Linked DNA regions of Sus scrofa: region 2 is linked to region 1. The links are chromatin contacts, called in public Hi-C maps. All regions are on one chromosome and are shown on one strand. Each heading gives the region's core, a stretch centred on a gene start, on an enhancer-like site or on the middle of the called end of the contact. The rest is flanking DNA. Distances are from core to core; before and after follow the strand shown. Region 1 holds the start of HDHD5 (cat eye syndrome critical region protein 5). Region 2 holds the start of LOC100737051 (cat eye syndrome critical region protein 2).

Region 1 (3,985 bases), core at 963-3,462:
GTTCTTTCCCCTCAGAGATCACACTGGACAGATGGACAGCGCAGGCAGAGGGGATGGGGTGGTTTGCCAGGCTGCGCTGTTCCCACTTCCCAAGTCTCCGGGCCTGGAGAGGACAGCTCGGCCCTCAAGACGGCCAAGCCTCCCATGCCCAGGCCACCTGCCTCTCTTGGCTGGCGTCCTGGTGCGGGTGGTGAGGATGGACACGGGAAGGGACAGGAGGACATGGCAACGACAAGACACACTGGTGGTCAGGGGAGCTGGGAGCATCTGAGCAGGAACGGGGCTGTGATGGGGACTCGTCAGTGTGACCAGGCGGCTCCCTGAGTTCATCTACTTATGGAAGAAATTTGTGGAACTCATAGACAGGCCCGGGGGGCAGCAATCACCCTTCCACCCTCTCCCACTGGACCCCACTGCTGCATGGGGCCCAGGGAAGCAAGACCATCCAGGAATCAAACTACCCTCAGCCCAGGATTAACACGGCCCCGTCCTCTGCCTGACTTTTCCAAGCAGGGGAGACAGGTGGGCCTGGGAACACAGAGGAGAGCACTGACCTTGTGCTGGGAGCTCTGGTGGGAACTAAGTTCTGAGCCCTCAGCGCCACCCCCCCCACCAGGCCTTTACTCTGCTCCTGCCATAGTCTGCTAGTGCCTCCAACTCTCCTTTTTTTTTTTTTTTTTTTTTTTTTTGTCTTTTCTAGGGCCGCGCCCACAGCATATGGAGGTTCCCAGGTTAGGGGTCGAACCTGAGCTGTAGCTGCCGGCCTATACCAGAGCCACAGCAACGCGGGATCCAAGCCGAGCCTGCAACCTACCCCACAGCTCACGGCAACACCGGATCCTTAACCCACTGATCGAGGCCAGGGATCAAACCTGCAACCTCATGGTTCCTAGTCGGATTCGTTAACCACTGTGCCATGACGGGAACTCCCAACTCTCCCTCTTTAATAACACTCTCCCTGGCTGTTACAAAAAGAGTAGCAAGTGTTGGTGGGGAACAGAGAACTTTTGTGTGCTGTTGGTGGGAATGTAAACTGGTATAGCCGCTGTGAAAAAAAGTATGGAGATTCCTCAGAAAAATTTAAAATAAAACTAATGTACAATTCAGTAATCCCACTTCTGGATATTTGTCCAAAGAAAATGAAAACATTAACTTAAAAAGATACATGCAACCCAATGTTCATAGCAGCACCATTTACAAGAGCCAGGATGTGGGAGCAAACTAAGCATCCATCAATAGATAAATGGGCTCTTGGCCTTAGTGCCATCTTCTGAGAAACCTCTGTGCCATGACAGCAAAGTGCAGGAAGAAGCGAATGCGAGGCTGCAGCACAAAAGAACAAAGAGGAGGCAGAGGTCCGAGTAAACTTGTACATCTGCAGAAGCCGCAGGAGCAGAAACAAGGAAAGCCCAGAGGCCAGGGACGCTGGTACAATTTGTTGGGCTGCATGCCTTCTGTCTAGAACTTGTCTCAGTGGATCCAGAACAACTTTTCACCATTCTGAGCCCCTCGGCCACTTTGAGACCCACCTTGCTCACAGCAAAATGATCCCTTTTAGTATTTTGTCCTGGACCTGTGACATTCTGGACTAGTTCTGTTCCCAGTTGTGGCTGAACGTAACACATTACAATAAATTACCTCCTCTCTTACCAAGAAAAAAAAAAGATAAATGGACGAAGAGATACACACACACACACACACACACGCACATATATATACGTTATATATGTATGTATACATATACATACATATATAATGGAATATTATTCAGCCACAAAAAAGAAGGAAATGCTGCATTTAGCATCAACGTGGATGGATGGCCCTTTAGGTTATTATGTTTAATGAAGTAAGTCAGAGAAAACAAATACTGTATGAGGTCACTTACATGCGGACTCTAAGAAACAAAATAACCAAGCTCATAGATCCAGAAAACAGGAGAAAGAGTGGTGGCTGCCAGATATGAGGGTTAGGAGTTGGTTAAAAGTGTGAGAAAGTTAAAGGGTATAAACTTCCAGTTATACGACCACGCCCACACGCGTAAGGCAGAGACCGAAGCGGGACTACAGCTCCCGAGATGCCCTGCGAGCACCCCCGCCCCCTTCCCGCCCCCAATACTGGATGGGACTACAGCTCCCAGGTGCCCCAGGCGCCACTGGCCGATGATTGGCCGCGCGGCGGGCCGGGCGTGCGCGGTGCGCGCAGGTGGCGGCCCATGGCTGCGTTCGGCGAGGTGGTGGCGCGGCGGGCGCCCGGGCTGTGGTGGCGGGCGGCTTGCGGGGCGGCGCGCGGGGCCGCGGGGCTCGGGGGCCGCCATTTGGCGAGCGGCGGCGCGCAGGTGAGGGCGGCGGGCGGGCGGGCAGGGCAGGAGGCCCTGTGGCCTCGTGGACCGTGCTCTGATGTCCGGCCTCCAGGACATCACTCCCACCGTCCCCGCAGTGTCCGCGTGTAGTGACGTCACGTCCTTTGGTCCCCGCCGCGTAGCCGCCGCCCGGGGCACCGCGTGACTCTGTCACTCGCGGGGCCGGACCTGGGCACGCGGGCCTCGGTGACCCGCCAGTCGGAACGTGCAGAAGACCGCGGCCCCGGCCCGCGGGTTCTCACAGTTCCCGACTCTCCAAGGGTGAGAGTGGGAGGGTGGAAGAAGGGGATGCGCACCTGCCCGGCGGTTTACTACCTGTGTGACTTAAGGCCGATTTCCGCCCTCCCTCGCTGTCCGTGGAGGACTCCTAGACCTGAAGGTGCTGGCGTCCCACAGACGCCTGGCATCCGCGGATCCCCCATCCACCAACAGCCATGGCTTGTGAAGTTTACGATCACCAGTTGGTTGGATCCACGTGTGAGGAGCCCACAGCTGTGGGGGCTGAATGTATATTTGTTGAAATAAATCCCCCCTATAAGTGGATCCGCCCAGTTCAAACGTGGTCAAGGGTCGAGGGTACGGCCCCCAGGGGACTCCCCAAATTAATCTTAAAACCATGCTTTTTATTTAATCTATTTTATTTTATTTTTTTTAGGGCTGCGCAAGTGGCATATGGAGGTTCCCAGGCCAGAGTTCGAATCAGCTACAGCCGCTGGCCTACACCACAGCCATAGCTATGGAGGAGCTGAGCTGCGTCTGTGACCTACACCACAGCTCAGGCAAGGCGGGATCCTTCACCCACTGAGGGAGGCCAGGGATTGAACCTGTTCGTTTCTTTTGCACCACAAAGGGATCTCCCCTCTGCCATGCTTTTTAAAAGTATAGTTTATTTACAGTGTTGTGTTGCTTTCTGGTGTACAGCAAAGTGATTCAGTTATACATATATTATATATATAAAATATATGTATACTATTTAAGAATATTTTCCTTTATAGATTATTACAAGATATTGAACATAGTTCCCTGTGCCATACAGTAGGACCTTGTTTATCTATTTTATATGTAGTAGAAAACCACACGTTTTATCACTACCACAAATATGGACTTTTTTTCCCCTTTGTCTTTTTAGGCCCGAACCTGAGACATATGGAAGTTCCTAGACTAGGAGTGGAATTGGAGCTGCTGCCAATGCCACAGCCACAACACCATATCTGAGCTGAGTCTTCCACCTACACCACAGCTTACAGCAACGCCAGATCCCCAACCCACTTAGCGGGGCCAGGGATTGAACTTGAGGCCTCATGGACACTAGTCAATTTTGTTACCACTGAGCCATAACAGAAACTCCACATATATGGACTTAACTCAGAGCTGGCTTAATACCCAGGACAAGTTACAAAAAACTTGAAGTGATAAAGAAGAAAAATGAGAATATAGATGCAGAAAAAAATAAAACGAAAAATGAAAAGAGAATGAAAATTCTTATTTCCTTTTCTCTAGGTAACTTCACTTAAACAAAAATTAATAGACTTTTTTTAGACCAGTTTTAAGTTTTCAGAAAGCCGAGCAGCAAGTGTAGAGAAGTCACACCTGTACATCCCTCCCCGCGTCCCTTCTGTGAAGCAT
Region 2 (3,635 bases), core at 342-2,841, 110 kb before region 1:
GAGTCAAATTTGCTAGAAGCCTAAAAATTACTCCAAAATTTTAATTTTCTGATTATTACTGAAGACTTTAAGTTAAAATCTGCATTCCTCAAATTCATCAAAACACACCTCTATGTGAAAAGGATTATACAAGAACTGCAATGGTGAAAGTCACTATCAGTTACCCATCTACTGAACATCTCCAAATATAAACAGATATGGATAATTATCAAAATATGCATACGCTAGATTCCAAATACTAATTCGTGTTGTATATACTTCAAATAGTACACACTTTTAACAACCAGAAACGTGTCAATTCCAAGAAATGCTGAGATCAAAAGAGAGAATAGTCATCTCAAGTGGCCCTGATTATTCACCTGCAACAACGATTTTTCATTTCAGTTATACGTACAAATTGGACCTCTCAGATCAGATTACATTTCCTTTAGGAATTAAAGCAGCTAATACTTAAAACCACAAGTTTATCTCTTAGAACATAAGAAGTGATTTATAGATTAGATTTCTGTACAACTTAGAGCGAAATTAGTTACCTCTATTTTTCCATCAACAAAATCCGAATACACGGATTTGGAAAGATGAAGTTTTTCCACAGGATTTTCAGACGGGTCCTTAAACTCTAAACCTGGGATTCAGCAGCACCTCAGTTTTACTACATCCCAGAGAGAAAATGGGGTAGGGGCAAGTTTAGCAGCACCACGACGGCATTGTCACCAGCAACACCTCCCACCGCAGCCACCATTTTGAGCAGCAGAATTAAAGTGCCGAGTGCTTTTACCAACTAAAAGAAACAGGATTTTCGGAAGAGTTGTGAATCAAGTCTTGACTTTCAACACTCCCAAATCTCTCATTTCTGCGCCCGTTTCTCTGAGCCGCCGCGGACCGTCGCCCCGCCAGCTCGTTTAGTCGAAGCCGTGCTCGTCCGAGTGGCGTCCCAACTTTGAGAACAAGCGTGCGGCCGGTACCCACACCCGCACCGGGCCGCAGCATTGTGGCCGCCGGCGCGCCCGCTCCCCGCCCGCCGCGCCTCCCCGGGCGCCTGACCCACGCGCTCCGCCCGGCCGGCCGCGCCGGGCCCCGCACCTTTGTCCGCAGCCGCGGGCACCGGCCGGCCGCGCGCTGGGCCCAGGCGGCCGGGGGAGGGGTCGCGGCGCCGGCCGGGGGCGCCCGCCCGCCCGCCCGGCCCCACAAAGCCCGCCGCCCGCTCCCCGGCCGCCGACTCCGCACAGGGCTCGCGGGGACGCCCGGGACTAACGGCCCAACTTTCCCTGTCGCCCGATCCCCTCAGCCCGGCCCCGGCCCCGCCCGCCCTCCCGGCCCGCGCACCTCGATCTCGAAGTCCGGCAGGCGGAACGCCGTGCGGAAGAGCGAGCAGAAGTGAGCGATGGCCGGCACTTCCCACCACGAGCGCAGCTCGCCCAGCGCCGCCGCGCCGCCCTCTTCGGGGCGCATCTCCGGCCGCGCCGCCGCCTCCGCGCCCGCCGCCCGCCTGCTCCCGGCGCCGCTCCGGCCGAGCTACCGCGGCGGCTGCCCCGGGCCCATCGCGCCGCGGCCCGGCCGCCCAGCCCGCACAATGTCGCCGCGGCCCGCGGGGAACAGATGGGCCGGGGGCGGGCAGGGGCGGGGCCTCGGCACAACAACAACCCCGCCCCCGCCCCCGCCCGCGGGCCGCGCGGGGCGGGGGAGGGGCGCCCGAGGGCCGGGGGGAGGGGCCGCGGGGCGAACACCGCCCCGCCCCCGCCGGGCCCCGCCCCCACGTGGCGGGTGGTCGCGCCCCGAGAGGCGGGCGGCGCCTCGCGGGGCTGAGCGCACGTGGGGCTGCGGGCGTGGGGTGGACCCGCACCCCCGCTGAGTGGGGGCCACCTGCCCCTCCCGGGTGGGCTACAACCCAGGCTCTCGGGCGCTGGTCCGGCCGGCCTGGGGGCTGCTGGGCGCCCGCGCTCCCCTCTCCGGCGCGGCCGTCACCGGGACCAGCCCGGGACGCTTAGCCGGGATGTTTTGGAGCGCTCCTCTGGGTCATTCTCTTCCTCACTTTATTCTCGTCTTTCTAGTAACCTGTTCTGTTTTTATAAGACAGCACTTATTAAAAACCCGGATTCTTAAAGAAAATGTATATTTACGTGTATCTTTCATGCGTCAGAATATTTCGTCCATCCAACACAGGCTCGCACCGCCTTCCCCCAACCGCCCTGGCACCGAAACAGCACAAAACTTGGGCAGTTCTGCTCTTTTATTACCTGGAACCATTGAACGATTTAAAATTCATCCTTAAATTCTACCGTGTGTTCTGATCATTGACAAAAATGAGCACATATCTAAATACCCCCAAAACAGCAGAGGCTGCATTTTTGTGTTGATAAGGCCCAGCTCTCCTGTAGATGCCCTGTTGGTGGAAGACCTGTGCGCACTGTGGAATTAATCACATGCCCTGAATTCGCCGTTTTTGTCCCCGACTCTCTTCCTTTGCCCACAGATCAGACTGACTTTGCATGCTTTTCCCTCTCTTTTGTGCAAGGGTTCCTGCTTCACTTCACATTTGTTTCTAATCCATGACATCCTGCCTCTGCTTTCCCCACCTTTTCCTGGTTCTCCTCTGTCTCCTCATTCTGCCCTTTATCCTTTACTGCTGATTAACCTTCTTACCTGCCTCCCAGGGGTCAGGACTGCCAGGCTGGAAGTAACAGCTCCTAGAATGTCACATACTAGGACCAGATTTGGTTACCCTGGCATGCTTGCATGAAGGCTGCCCTCCCCACACCATTGCCCAGTCCTGGACACCAGCCAAGCTGTCCTGGAGCTGGGGATCCTCAGTGGTGGGGAGGCTGGCTGCCTCCTGCCCCTTCCTCAGCATTCTTTCCTCCTGCCGCCTTTTTCTTATGAGGGTCACCTGTCAGTGTCCACGTGGACGGCACACAGCTCTATACATGTTTCTCTCTCTCCTCTAACTCTGGTCCCCTGTGCTCTTGACTGGCCCGCTCTCACACCAGCCAGAACCAGTCCTGTCCCTCCAGACATGTTTTGTGTCTTCTGGGGCTAAAGGTGTGGCCTCTGGGTTCCCTGCCTTTGGGCTCCAGGTAAAGCCTGGCATCTGCACCCACCCTGCCTCTGCTGGAATTGATACCCTGAAGCTGAACATTTGTCCCACCTTCCCCCCAAGACTTAACTGCCTCAAATCTGTTTTCTGGACTGACTTTGGCCTAACCTGGATCACTGCCCCCTGTGCCTCCGTGTTGGACACTGGCCTCTTCTCCCTACTTACTGCCTTTCCATCCTGGCCCATTCCTCATCCTCTAAACACCAGCTGTGGGTATCGTGTTCCCAGCACATGCACAGCTCATATTTTCTTTCCCTTTCTCTCTCTTGCCTCTTTTCTGTTTGTGAGCCAGTGCTGTTGATCTCAGATGACCTTGCAATGCCCAGAGTAATTCTCTTCCAGATTTGCCACAACCTTCAGTTCTATGTCATTTTCTAATGAAATGTTTTCCATTAAACACACACACACACACACACACACACACACACACACAAAACCTAGCCTGGGAACTTCCATATGCTGCAGATTCAGCCCTAAAATCCCCAAACACACGCAATAATTAGTTTAAATCTGTTTTGCTTATTAATGAACATGGCAAAAA

The links. Hi-C and Micro-C count contacts between places; a contact is called where the count stands out from the background.
Region 2: a Hi-C map of heart right ventricle shows a contact between it and region 1, with 1.9 times the contacts expected there. The contact joins the promoter of LOC100737051 here to the promoter of HDHD5 in region 1. A contact is called at or near these places in 3 of 47 Hi-C or Micro-C datasets (embryonic fibroblasts, heart right ventricle and mesenchymal stem cells).

Annotation. Positions count from the first base shown.
Region 1 is chr5:69,510,786-69,514,770 of Sscrofa11.1, reverse strand. HDHD5 (cat eye syndrome critical region protein 5) reads left to right here and starts at 2,212. Exons shown (of 10, transcript XM_021092501.1): 1 at 2,212-2,335. The coding sequence starts at 2,213.
Region 2 is chr5:69,619,827-69,623,461 of Sscrofa11.1, reverse strand. LOC100737051 (cat eye syndrome critical region protein 2) reads right to left here and starts at 1,591. Exons shown (of 19, transcript XM_021092503.1): 1 at 1,327-1,591. The coding sequence starts at 1,452.